Regions from separate parts of the Mus musculus genome. Here all the other regions are linked to region 3. A link is a contact called in public promoter capture Hi-C data. All regions are on one chromosome and are shown on one strand. Each heading gives the region's core, a stretch centred on a gene start, on an enhancer-like site or on the middle of the called end of the contact. The rest is flanking DNA. Distances are from core to core; before and after follow the strand shown.

Region 1 (4,030 bases), core at 172-2,671, 370 kb after region 3:
TTGAAGATAAGTCCAAAGTGGCTACCATGTATGGTATGAACAGAAGGCAGACAACCAAACCCACGTGGTCAGCCTAACAGGTCCAGCAAGAGGTGGTAGGGAGATCTGTGTCGGATCAGTTGGGCTGCCTCACTGCAGGTGCAGGGCTCAGTTTTGCTGGACCTGGCCTTTCTTCCTTTCCTTTCTCTCCACGGGCTTCTTCACTGATCAGGTAGTACTGTAGAGGATTGGGCCACAGGTCCTCATTAATTATCTCAACAATCTTGTCAGACTCAATAGAGCTGTGATTTGAAAACCACCCAAAGAAGCTACCATTGTTTTCTGGGTTTTCCTTGCTTAGGGATTGTAGATCATGGCCTGGGAGCCACTGGATTGGAGCTGAACGAGACACCACTTGACCGGATGGACCACAGCCATATTCCTTAATGAGCACCTTGTTTTGGAAATAGGGGTTTCGGCCAAAGTAGAACTTGATTTTGTAGCCCAACCTGGCAAGGCCAAGTTCTTCCACCTCCAGTCTGTTCAAATAGCTCAATACCTCCTTATCTTTGGTATTCAGAAAAGCTGACAGCTGGGGATGGTTCTGAAAAGCTTGCCCCCAGAAGCCCGGAATGCTCTGGATGAGGAGGTTCCGGCGCTCTAAGTGGTGAAGTCGCAACTGGCCAAACTTGCGTGAAAGCCTGAGATATGCCCTGTCAGCCTGTGCATTCATGGTCTCTAGCTTTAGCTGGACCGTCTCTAGGGTATCCATGCTGCCCACTGTCGCGGGAGACCCTGCCCCAGCATGCTTCTCTGTCATCTTTTTTTCCTCCCCCACTGGAGCAGCGGCGCACAACCCCGCAGAGGCCATCTTCGGCTTCCCACTAACTGTGGCCTGAGGTCCCCTCCCCGTGGCGCTCCGAGTATCTGGGGCCTTCCTCCCGGGGACTCGCCGATTTCCAATGCGGGAGCCGCGTCGCAGCTTCGCCAAGGCTCCCACGGTTCCCACGAAGCTGGTGTCGCTGGTCAGGCGCTCGGCGAGGGAACGGGCCCTCTCCAGGTCCGGATCAGGGGCCGCCAGCCCGCGCTCGTCTGCAGCCCGAGCCCGCAACGCCAGGCCGCAGTCCAGCGGGAGGCGGCAGGCCGCCTCTTCCCGCAGCTCGGCTGGTTCGGCGCCTCCTTGAGCTGCGCCGGCCTGCACCTGCGCGGCCGCGGAGTCCTCCCCGAGCCGCGGGCTCTGTGGTGGCTTTTCGTCGTGCCAGGCGTCTTCCGCAGCGGCCCGGACCCGGGCTCTGGCCCGGCCTTTGCCCCGGCCTTTGGCGCGGGAAGACTTTCGACCCCTACTCCGTCCGCTCATGGTGCCAGAGAACAAGGTTTCAAAGCCGCTACCAGCCCAGGGTCTCTACGAAGCTGGCCTCTCCATGGCAACCGTGACGTCACCACGGCAGGACCCACTGCACCCAGTGATTGGCTCCGCTCAGCGGCTGCGTACCAGCCCACCCTCACATGCTACACGCCCTTAGTCTTATTTTGCAGTTAGAAAGTTAGTTTCCACCTGTGCTTGGCCTTGGTAGTGTTGCTGACTCATCTCCTATCATTGATAGCAAGCGTGTCCCCAGGGGTTCATAAGACAGAGCCATTGCTCCTACAGTGACATCGTAAAGGCACCCACTACCGTCTCCATCAATTTTCTAAGTATTTTTCCTCTTCTGTTATTTTCTGTGACATCTCTCATAATTAATTGGTCATCGGCATGTCTGTCTCATTACATAATTATTCTACTGTAAGATTTGTCCCAACGATTCAACTCTAGGGAATGTGAAAGCCAGAACCATAATATTTATGTAAAATGACTTAGAAAGAATAAAAAAGTAACATACAAGGCATTTTACTGAATACTAATTTTACATTATCTCTGTTCTTGAAGGAGGTATTCTTGTTCCCAGTTTCCTGATAAAATGGCAACTGAGGGCTGGTGTTAGTTACATCTCAGTGATAAAACAGTTACTCAGCATGTGGGAAGTCCTGGATTCAGTCCTTAGTGAGGAGGAGGATTCAGTCCTTAGTGAGGAGGAGGAAGAGCAGGTGGAGAGGAGAGGGATACTAAGGAACATTCTGGAGACTATACAGCGAAGGAGAAAAAGGCTTGGCCTAATTATGTTACCATGCTACCATAATCTGTTGGCCCTTTGCAAATGGCTATGGTGACTCCTAAGCTGTTCAGCATGTTAACAAATTCCAAACTCCTTGCCTAGGCACAAATCCTCCAGCTGCCTCAGGTCTACACAGAGTAACGCTGTGAATCCCAGTCCAGAGCCAGAAATAACAGGCCTGAGTCCAAGCTCCTGTAATTGGGATAGGACACACATAGAATAAAAATACCATTCTAGGAGTAGAGAAGGATTTCCAGGTGAGATTTTTGAGACAGAGGGTTTACAGGAGTAGTGAGGGAGGGAGCCCTAGAAATTTTTCATAGCCTACAGAGAATCAGCCAGAAAACCTGTCTGGCACTCCTAAAGAAACCTCATATCCTATAGCAGGGCTACAGCACCATGAGTACTGAGGGAATGCATGACAAATGTGAAGAGAAACTTTCTGAGTGGATCTTCCAGGTTCAAACACCACAACACCCTTGCAGTGAAAAACAGAGAAGTAAGCCTAGCCGTTGGGCAGGATATGGAAGCTTGCTCAAGGTGCACAAGAACTACTAGATCAGCAACTAAATGTTAACAAGCTCTCGGCCAGCTTTTATTTTTATTTATTTTAGATATTTTCTTTATTTACATTTAAAATGTTATACCCTTTCCTTGTTTCCCCCTATCCCATCCCTCCTACCCACCTGCTTACCAGCCCACCCACTCCTGCTTCCCTATTCTGGCATTGAATTCTTCCCTACACTGGGGCATTGAATTTTCACAGGACCAAGGGTCTCTCTTCCCATTGATATGCCACAGGGCCATCCTCGGCTACATATGCAGCTGGAGCCATGGGTCTGTCCATGTATACTCTTTGGTTGGTGGTTTAGTCCCTGGAAACTCTGGGGGTACTGGTTGGTTCATATTGTTGTTCCTCCTATGGGGCTGCAAACCCCTTCAGCTCCTTGGGTACTTTCCCTAGCTCCTTCATTGTGGATCCTGTGCTCAGTCCAATAGTTGGCTGAGAACATCCACCTCTGTGTTTGTCAGGCACTGGCAGAGCCTCTCAGATATATGGAGCTCCTGCCAGCAAGTACTTGTTGGAATCCACAATAGTGTCTAGATTTGGTAACTGTATATGGGATGCATCCCCAGGTGGGGCAGTCTCTGGATTGTCTTTCCTTCAGTCTCTGCTCCATACTTTATCTCTGTATCTCCCTACATGGGCATTTTGCTCCTTAGGCAGCTTTTATACACATTAAATTTTAAGTGTAGAAGCCGGGGTTGGGGAGGTTGCTCTGAAACTAAGTAATAACTGTAACTAACCAATACATGTGAGTTCTAACTTTCTCAAAAGGCCTGCAGTTGCCTGCAAAGCTCCAGCTCTGACAGGTTTCCCCTCTAACCTTCTGTCCTATGCTTTCTCCAATACTCTGGTCTCCTGCCTCAGAACCTTTATTCTGGTGCTTCCTTCAAGTGCTCAGTCTACCACATGTGGTCTGAGGCCCTATACACTTAAATTTCTCACTATTAAAGCCAACACGTGTGAAATGGTCAACTCTTTTCCATTTATGCTTTTTATTTTTTTGTCTCCCATCATACCTATCAACTTCCTACACTCTGCCAGTAGTTTGGGGGTTTTATATATAAACTTTAAAGAATACACATTTTTTTAGTTTGTGTGTGTGTGTGTGTGTGTGTGTGTGTGTGTGTGTGTGTGTGTTAGTGTAATTGTAACAGTGCAGGTGTGGAAGTCAGAAGACAATTTTGGGGAGTAGGCTCTCTTGAGTTTGAGTCTTTCTTATTGTTTTTATTGCTCTGTGTACTCTGTGTCTTTCCAGAGTTTCTGGACATTTCTCCTATCTCTGCCTCCCATCTCACCATAGGCATACTGAGATTGCAGATGCAGTGCAAGA
Region 2 (4,175 bases), core at 1,295-3,794, 390 kb before region 3:
TAACAAAACACTCAATAAAAGCTTTGCAAACCGAATCCAAGAACACATCAAAATGATCATTCAAGTAGGCTTCATCCCAGGGATGCAGGGATGGTTTAATATATCTAAATCCATCAATGTAATCCACTATGTAAACAAACTCAAAGACAAAAAACACATGATCATCTCGTTAGATACCGAGAAAGCATTTGACAAAATCCAACACCCCTTCATGATAAAAGTTTTGGAAAGATCAGGAATTCAAGGTCCATACCTAAACATAAATGTGCTGAACCATATCACTGGTTCTCATCCTGTATATTTTCTTCTGAGACCACTCCATGAAATCTTAGAAGATATCAGTTAAGAATATTTTTTTGCTAGACCCCTTTAACTCCAGCTCATCAGCTGGAGGACCTCAGAACATATGGAGAATGATAGCTGGTCTATCTTTTCTGTATCAGATATAATTAATAAATTTCAACTGGATTTTAGTCTCCACCAATTTTCATAAATATTTCACATAGCAGATGTAGAAATACACCTTCATAATTCCCAGATTTAGAGACCTTTCTGATGGCCACTAGTGGCCATTAGTTGTACCCCTCCCTGTCCTCTCTTGGCTGCCAGTGCCTTAGGCTGCTTATAAGAACCAGAAAGTTGGGAGTTAGCTTTCTGAGCCAGAGTTGATGTCTTAAGGTATGGTTCTCCTGCTAATTTTTTTCTTTTGAGATTTATAACAGTAACTTATCACTAAAACATTCTAATAGTCACACTTAGGATGTGTGAAGGTTTGTATATTCTTAGACTAGGGAGTGGCACTGTTTGGAGGTGTGGTCTTGTTGGAATAGGTGTGACCTGGTTGGAGTAGGTGTGTGACTGTGGCTGTGGGCTTAAGACTCTCCCCCAGTTGCCTGGAAGTCAGTCTTCCACTAACAGCCTTTGGATGAAGACATAGAACTCTCAGCTCTGCCTGTGCCATGCCTGCCTGGATACTGCCATTCTCACACCTTGGTGATAATGGACTGAACCTATGAACCTGTAAACCAGCCCCAAGTAAATGCTGTTTTTTATAAGACTTGCCTTGATCATGGTGTCTGTTCACAGCAGTAAAACCCTAACTAAGACAGGATATGACTACAGTTTAGTTCTAAAATGACTAGGGCCTCATGTCTGTATCTCTCTCTGTCTCTCTGTCTCTCTCTCTGTCTCTCTCTGTCTCTCTGTCTGTCTCTGTCTCTGCCTGTCTCTGTCTCTCTGTCTCTGTGTATGTGTGTTTGTGCATGTGTGCGTGTGTGTGTGTGTGTGTGTATGGGTATGTGTTTGTGTGAGAAAATCACAGAGCTTTTTATGGTGTGGCTTGAGGTCTGGAGTAGTATTTACCTACAAAATAGTTATTATGTATTTTTAATTCATCCTACATGATAACAAAATAGTGGCTAATACTGAAATGTCCCTGTCCCTTTATAAATGGACATTACAGAAGAAAATGGGTCCATAATTCATTCAGTTTCTAAATCCAAGAGAACATCGGTGAGCATTAGAAGAGTATGTGCCTGCCTGGTTCTGTAGCACCATACAGCACCGAACTACATGACGCATGCTTTTGCTTTATGTAGGAAATACATACTCATTTTCTTAAAGCCAGAAACTACTTAACCATTCATTCTCTGAAATTCATCTGCTAATATCTAGACTCTCTAATTTTTCATCCTTATCTGTTGCAATTTTACATTTTCCAAAAGTAAAAATATGGAAATCGAACTTAGCTGATGCCTGGGGCAGTGTGTGTGTGTTTGTGTGTGTGTGAGTCAGGAGGCAGGGTACAAACTGTGAGCAGCAGAAATGGTTTGTAAGCCTTTAATGAGTTGTGCTTTGGAGTTGTTGTGTTTTGGGTTTTGTTTTTCTACCTTTTTGAGGGTTGTGGGTTGTGGGTTATAGTTGGGATGGGGGTGGAGGTGGGTCATGGGGGAAAGTTCCAAGGAGAATCTTAACACTAACTTGTTACAATTATTTTTGTCGTTTTTGAATTGCAATCTTCATTATCTGGAGACCTATGGGCACTGTGAATACTTGAAGGGGATGTATAAACTTTCTCATTTTTCTCGACTCTCATCTTTCTATTGACCCAATTTTCACAAGTAAGAAAAGGCTCAATATGCCCATTAAACCTTCATCGAATTTTCTTTAGAAAATTACAGCGAAGAAAAGGAGAAGGAAAGGGAAAGGGAGACAGAAGGGTGGTGGGGAGAGGAGAGGGTGTTGAGAAGGGGAAAGAAGGAGAGAGAAAATGAAAGAGCACTAAGGTTTGCAGAGGCAGGTTCTCAGGACAGCCACAGAGTGGAGCTGCTGGCTCCCACTGGCTCTGGGAGCTGCCAATCCCAGTGTAATCCCGTAAGAATTTCTCCCTGGTTTTATCATGGAGTCCTGGCAACCTCCTTTCCCCCAGTAGCTGGGAGGAACCTTGAGGGCCAGGCTAAGAAGGGAGGGAAGGTAGGGGCGGTTGAAGCGGAGGCTGAGCAGGACCAAGACCAGGACCAGGGAGAGGACACGGAGGGGTGTGGGGTGAGATCGAGGGGGAGGACCCAGGAGGAGGCGGCGCGTAGAAGGAGGGGCGCTGCAGCCAAGCCACCAGTCTAGCTGTAGAGTGCTGTACTCCAGATACTCCTGGAGCTCCAGCCCCTCAGACCGCGCGTCCCCGCCGCCGTTCGCCTTTCGGCATCCTAAACTTGAGCGGCAGCTCGGTTTCAACCCATCGACTGCTTGCTTCAAATCAGACAGCATTGCGACCCAGACACCGGAGTCCGCCGAGTGAAAGCACAACGCTGCCCTGTAGGACCAGACCAAGAAAACAGCCTCGCGAAGCAGCAACTCTGGGTTGGGAGTACAGAAGCCAACAAGTGAGAAGGCGCCGCGTTTCCGGGGCGCAGGGAGAACGCTAGAGCAGGCGCCAGAGAAGACAGCTAGAGCTCGGAATCGGAGCCCAAACCTCTCTCCTGGAGGCGGCTCAGCTTCTTTTTTTTCTAGGCCCTCTTAGGCTTGCTCTGGGCTTCCTTTTATCCGGGTAGGAGCCACATCCCTGGGGAATATGCAGCGCGCGTGGATCCTGCTCACCTTGGGCTTGATGGCCTGTGTGTCCGCAGAGACGGTGAGTGGGCCCAGCCGGGGAAGTGCACTGTTAAGAGTGCCCGGGCAAATAGAAGAGCCAGAGGGTAATTGGGGGATGCTACCTGGGGGATCTGCCAACCCTGAACGTGGGGCTGCCTAGGTTCTACTGAAACAAATGAGCTTGCTTTTCAACCACTTGCCCCTGGGCTCTTCCTTTTCCCTCTTGCACAATTGAGCTGCTACAGGGAGTTACCCAAGCCATGTCTTCAGGGGGTGGGAGCACAAGACTTGGAGGTTAGGGACCCCACAGGTCCTTAAAGTCATTTCCAGCTTTCTGCCTTGGGGGATTTTATGGTGTAGTCTAGGAAGGACAGAGGGCTAAAAGTTGCAGGTTACTAGAGCACCACTGCGGGCCAGGAAAGGATCCAGTAAGCTCTGTGTACTGGACAAACCCCAGGGGTGAGTTGGAAACTTTGGGGAGGATCTGTTCCTCTGCACACATCCCCCTACTCCAGGCTTTGAGCTTGACTGAAGGCAAGTTTAGGGAGATAGGGTCCATATTAAGGAAACCGAGAGTATCAGGAGTGAAAGTTTCTAAAAGTGCATTTGTTTAATGCTCCCTGTGGCTGTGGCAAGGGGCCCACACTAAGTGGAGATGCAGTCGGTGGTCTATTTGGAGGCTCCTGGCTTCATGGAGCTTTTGGGAACAGGCCTGGGCTCTCTGGTTTCTGGGATCTTCCAGGAACGGTCCTTGTGGAGCAAAGCTGTTGGAGAGAGATGGAATTTTTCAAAATGGAAAGATGAGGGTGCTTGTGACATTGCTTTGGCCCTCAGATCCTCTGGCTGCTGGAGGGAATGTAGATTTCTGTCCTGCCAACCTCATACTCCTTTGGATCCATATTCCCATGAACTGTCTTCTTCCACTACTAGCATCCTTTCACCTCTGTGGCCCTGGAAATTTGATTTCTGGTCAGGATTGTGTTTCTGGGGTTGGAGTTTGTTTCTCTGCGTTGCCCAGTGTATGCACTCTTAGGCTCATGACTAGTGTGCCAGCCCCTATCTGGGTCACTACAGGTCTGTTTTGGCAG
Region 3 (3,682 bases), core at 1,110-3,609:
GTGTTATGTTTTTATCCTTACTCCTTCCCCCCAATTATTCACTAATTTATCTCAATTATTGCATGTCTAGTACATTATAGGAATGGGCTTACCTAAGAAGTTTGCACAGTGTCTAGGAAACATCATCTTCAAACCCTGGCTCTTGTACTTTGTTTGCAGGCTGTTTTGTCTTTCTGAATATAAATATTATCTTGTGCTAAGAGAGAGGACAGACTGAGGCAAGGAGCAAAATGTTGATGGGATGCCTTAGGAGAAAAAGCCCCATTTGTACTTTAGGCAGCCTGAAGTCACTGGGCATTTAAAGTGGATCTGTGATTCACAGCGTTCAGGCCCATGTGTACAGCTGAGCGTTAGTAAGCAGGCCTATAGCTAAGAAAATGGAAGCAGTGTCAGGAAAGAGAATGGTCTGGGAAACATTTTAAAGCTAAAATTGGCAGGAGTTATTGAAATTCAGATACAAAAGAGAAGAAGGAGATGCGGAGGCCATGTGAGAAGGAGGATCTGCACATTCATCCCATAGTCCCACAGGTTCTTTTTCAGCCCTAGCTCTGTGCTGGGTTAAGTCATGGGACTCACAGCTTTTTGAGTGGTATAGTAGAGCCTGACACTTAAACAGCATTGGTGGGTGGGAGGTGTGTTCATGAGCTGTGTGTGTCCCATGAGTGCCATCATTTATCAGTTTGCAGTGCCATGGAGACTAATTGCAGAGACACCATCCTGGCCAACAAGGCTAAGAAAGGCTTTCTGGAGACAGTAAAACTTAAAGATACTAATGTTTCTAGGAATTAGATTGAGGTGGACAGGGTATATTCCAAGAAGAGAAAATAATACATTTGAAAGGACCAAAGATCCTTTCAGGGTGAGATGTGATTTCCTGTAATTTCCAAATCCATCAAAAAAGGAAGCTTGTTTTCATGAAGGTATGCTGTAAAATAACCTAGAAAAAAGGCATGGCCTGTATTGTATGTTTTCCTAAATAAATTATTGAATAGCTAAGCAATCTCTTTGGAAACTGCTCCAACACTGATGTCAAGATTTTCATTGGCTGAATAAACAAGATTCTCATCGAAGAAATTGACCTGCTGGATAAACTTATTGCATACATAATTGAATAGTGAAAGGCAGTCCCTGAATGCACATTTCCCCTTTGTCTGAATGTATCTCATGGTCTGATGGTTTGGAAAATCTCGGACAGTACAGGAGGTTACTCTGCCTGGGTGAGAATATTTTTACCAACATAGGCAGCTGAATAAACGTTCATGAGCAAAGTAATTATTAAAAATATCATGAACATATTAGTTAGAACATGTGTTCCCATCATAACCTTGGATTGGAAGATTTTGGGGGATGGGTTAGAAAGATTTATGCTGTCAAATCCATTCTTTTCTTTTTTGTAAATTTTTATGGCTGAGAACAAGCCAAACTAAATCATGGGAGGAAAAAGACACATGTGGTAAACATGAAACATTTCGTTGTTTATTTTTCAAATCCCTGAAATGTGCTTATGGCCCTGCATGCCCCTGGGCTAAGCTAAATAGCAAATGGAAACAGTTCCAGCTGTTTTTGGTAGATTGCTATCCAGGTAGGCAGAACAAACACTGGGGACTACTCATTCCTGTATTGAAGTCATTCTGGTGTGCCAAATCGGACTTGCAAGCAGTAGGGTCTACTTGTCCACAGGCAGCACATCTTGCCCTGATGAGAGAACAACGTGAAAAAAATAGAGTTATAGAAGAAACACATTCCCAGGGGCACTTAGCACTGAAAGGTGACATTCTAAACTCTTTTCACATATTATCTCTTTAATAAGTAAACTTACTATTTCCATATAAATGTCAAAGGAAACAAAGCATCAAGGGATCACGGGGCTTACCGGCTGACCAGCAGAGCTGGGATTTCAGTTCATGTCTGACCTACGCATTAACCTATATTCTCAGACATTCCTCACCTTATACTTTTTAATTTCTTTCTAGTTCGTAAAATACGCATACCTAAAAATGCCCCCTGTTGTACACTGAATAAAGGAAAATAGAGGCAACCATCAGTATCAGAGGTAGAAAATGCTTATTGAATACTTGCATATGCAGGGCATGAGGATTGGAATCATTCTGAGGCAGAAAAGTTAAAAGATAAAAGAAAGGGGCCTTGTCTAGTAGTAGGTGCTTAATGTAGGCAGCAAGAACTGGAATGAATTCAACCTCCTCTGTAGCACTATGGGCTTGTAGCACTATATCCTGGCTAACTCAGTACTAACTGCTGCATATTTTGTGATTTAACGTACACTTTTATCTATATTTTCCTCAGTCACCGAACAGAGTTGATTATTATGGTTCTCGCTTTCAAGATAAGTAAGCCAAAGAAGGTTCAGGTGGGAATAAAAACTTAAGTCAGATACATGCCCCATAGTAGGAGATAAAAAACACACTTTGTGGAACTGGGGGTATCATGTGTGAAAGCCTGGGTTTGATCTGCAGCATTGCATTAAAAATAAGAGTGGTAGTACTTGGGCTTGAGAGATGGCTCAGAGGCTGTGCTTCCAGAGGTCCTGAGTTCAATCCCCAGCAACCACATGGTGGCTCATAACCATCTATACTGGGACCTGATGCCCCTTTCTAGCATGTAGGCATACATGCAGGCAGAATGCTGTATACCTAAGAGTGGTGATACTTGTAATCCCAGGACACAGGAGAGAGAAAAAGGGCATCAGAATTCAAACTTATTCTTGGTTACTTGACAACTTTAAGGTCAGTCTGAGATACAAGAGACCTTAGCCCCAAGAGGAAAACACAGAGTGTGATTTTTCTATAACTTAATTCAGTCACTGCACATATCTTTGCAGTGTTATATGGCATAGAATAAATACATCAAGAGTATCCAGAAGTAAACCTGAAGTGTAGACATGTAAGTAAGAAATTTAAACAGGACAGTGATGTGATTAAAGTAATGCTGGACCCTCTGAATGTGCCCACAGTGTGTTTTTCTTTTTTCTGAGAGGCAGAGTTGAGTTCCTCTCCCTTACATGTGAAAAGATGTTAGTGACTGGCTTACAATGAATGAGATTAGGCAGAAGTCATGCAAGGTGTCCAAGACTTGAGCAGAAAAGCAATATAGCTTACAAGCAGTGGATTTTTTTTTTCTATACACATTCTGTTTGGTCACTTGCTAAGGTAGATGCCAACCTCCATGGTGAGATGACTTTTAGCCCAGACATAAGAGATCTAAGTGCTAAGAAACTAAAGCCTTCTAGAAGTCTCATATATGAATCAGGAGCACAAGATACTCACAAAAGAATAACTATGTCTGAGATGTCGCAAAAGCTAAGTGGTAAAGATGAGAAATATGAGCAAGAGTTTAATGAATTGGTAAACACTTACTACAAGATGTCTTAGTCAAAGTTGGCTGTGTGCACATATAGATGGGCATGTGCCACAGCTAACACACTTACAAAAATTGCACAATATAGGATAATAAAAAAGTCACACAACTAAAAATGAACAGGATTTTGAGGAATTCATCATGTTACATTGTAATAACCACTGTTTATGTAGTGATTTTGATCCTTATGAATTAGTTTGGAAGATAGGAAATTGATTAAAACATTATTAGAAATCTTTACTTCAAAGCCAAAACCCATAGAATGCTGTCATATGAGGAGTTAGGGCTATTCAGAGCAGTAACATTT

Evidence for each region. Promoter capture Hi-C pulls out the DNA fragments that hold promoters and counts their contacts.
Region 1: a contact with region 3 is called in a promoter capture Hi-C map of second pharyngeal arch cranial neural crest, with 2.9 times the contacts expected there. The contact joins the promoter of Tspyl5 here to the enhancer-like site in region 3. A contact is called at or near these places in 12 of 39 promoter capture datasets (the 3T3-L1 cell line, 3T3-L1-derived adipocytes, cranial neural crest and 7 more) and 1 of 9 other capture datasets (adipose tissue).
Region 2: a contact with region 3 is called in a promoter capture Hi-C map of cranial neural crest, with 2.9 times the contacts expected there. The contact joins the promoter of Sdc2 here to the enhancer-like site in region 3. A contact is called at or near these places in 5 of 39 promoter capture datasets (the 3T3-L1 cell line, cranial neural crest, liver and 1 more), 2 of 484 Hi-C or Micro-C datasets (the C2C12 cell line and liver) and 1 of 115 datasets of contacts at active chromatin or transcription factors (embryonic limb bud).

What each region holds. Positions count from the first base shown.
Region 1 is chr15:33,686,462-33,690,491 of GRCm38.p6, forward strand. Tspyl5 (testis-specific protein, Y-encoded-like 5) reads right to left here and starts at 1,422. Exons shown (of 1, transcript NM_001085421.1): 1 at 1-1,422. The coding sequence starts at 1,336. The coding sequence ends at 116.
Region 2 is chr15:32,918,179-32,922,353 of GRCm38.p6, forward strand. It overlaps Sdc2 (syndecan 2), which reads left to right and starts at 2,545. Exons shown (of 5, transcript NM_008304.2): 1 at 2,545-3,127. The coding sequence starts at 3,068.
Region 3 is chr15:33,311,477-33,315,158 of GRCm38.p6, forward strand. All of the region lies in intron 4 of Cpq (carboxypeptidase Q), which reads left to right. Among named protein-coding and RNA genes, the nearest start is that of Cpq, 230 kb to the left of the region's middle. Within about 2 kb of position 2,360, at least 4 of the 459 cell types and tissues checked have an H3K27ac peak or open chromatin away from gene starts, as enhancers often do.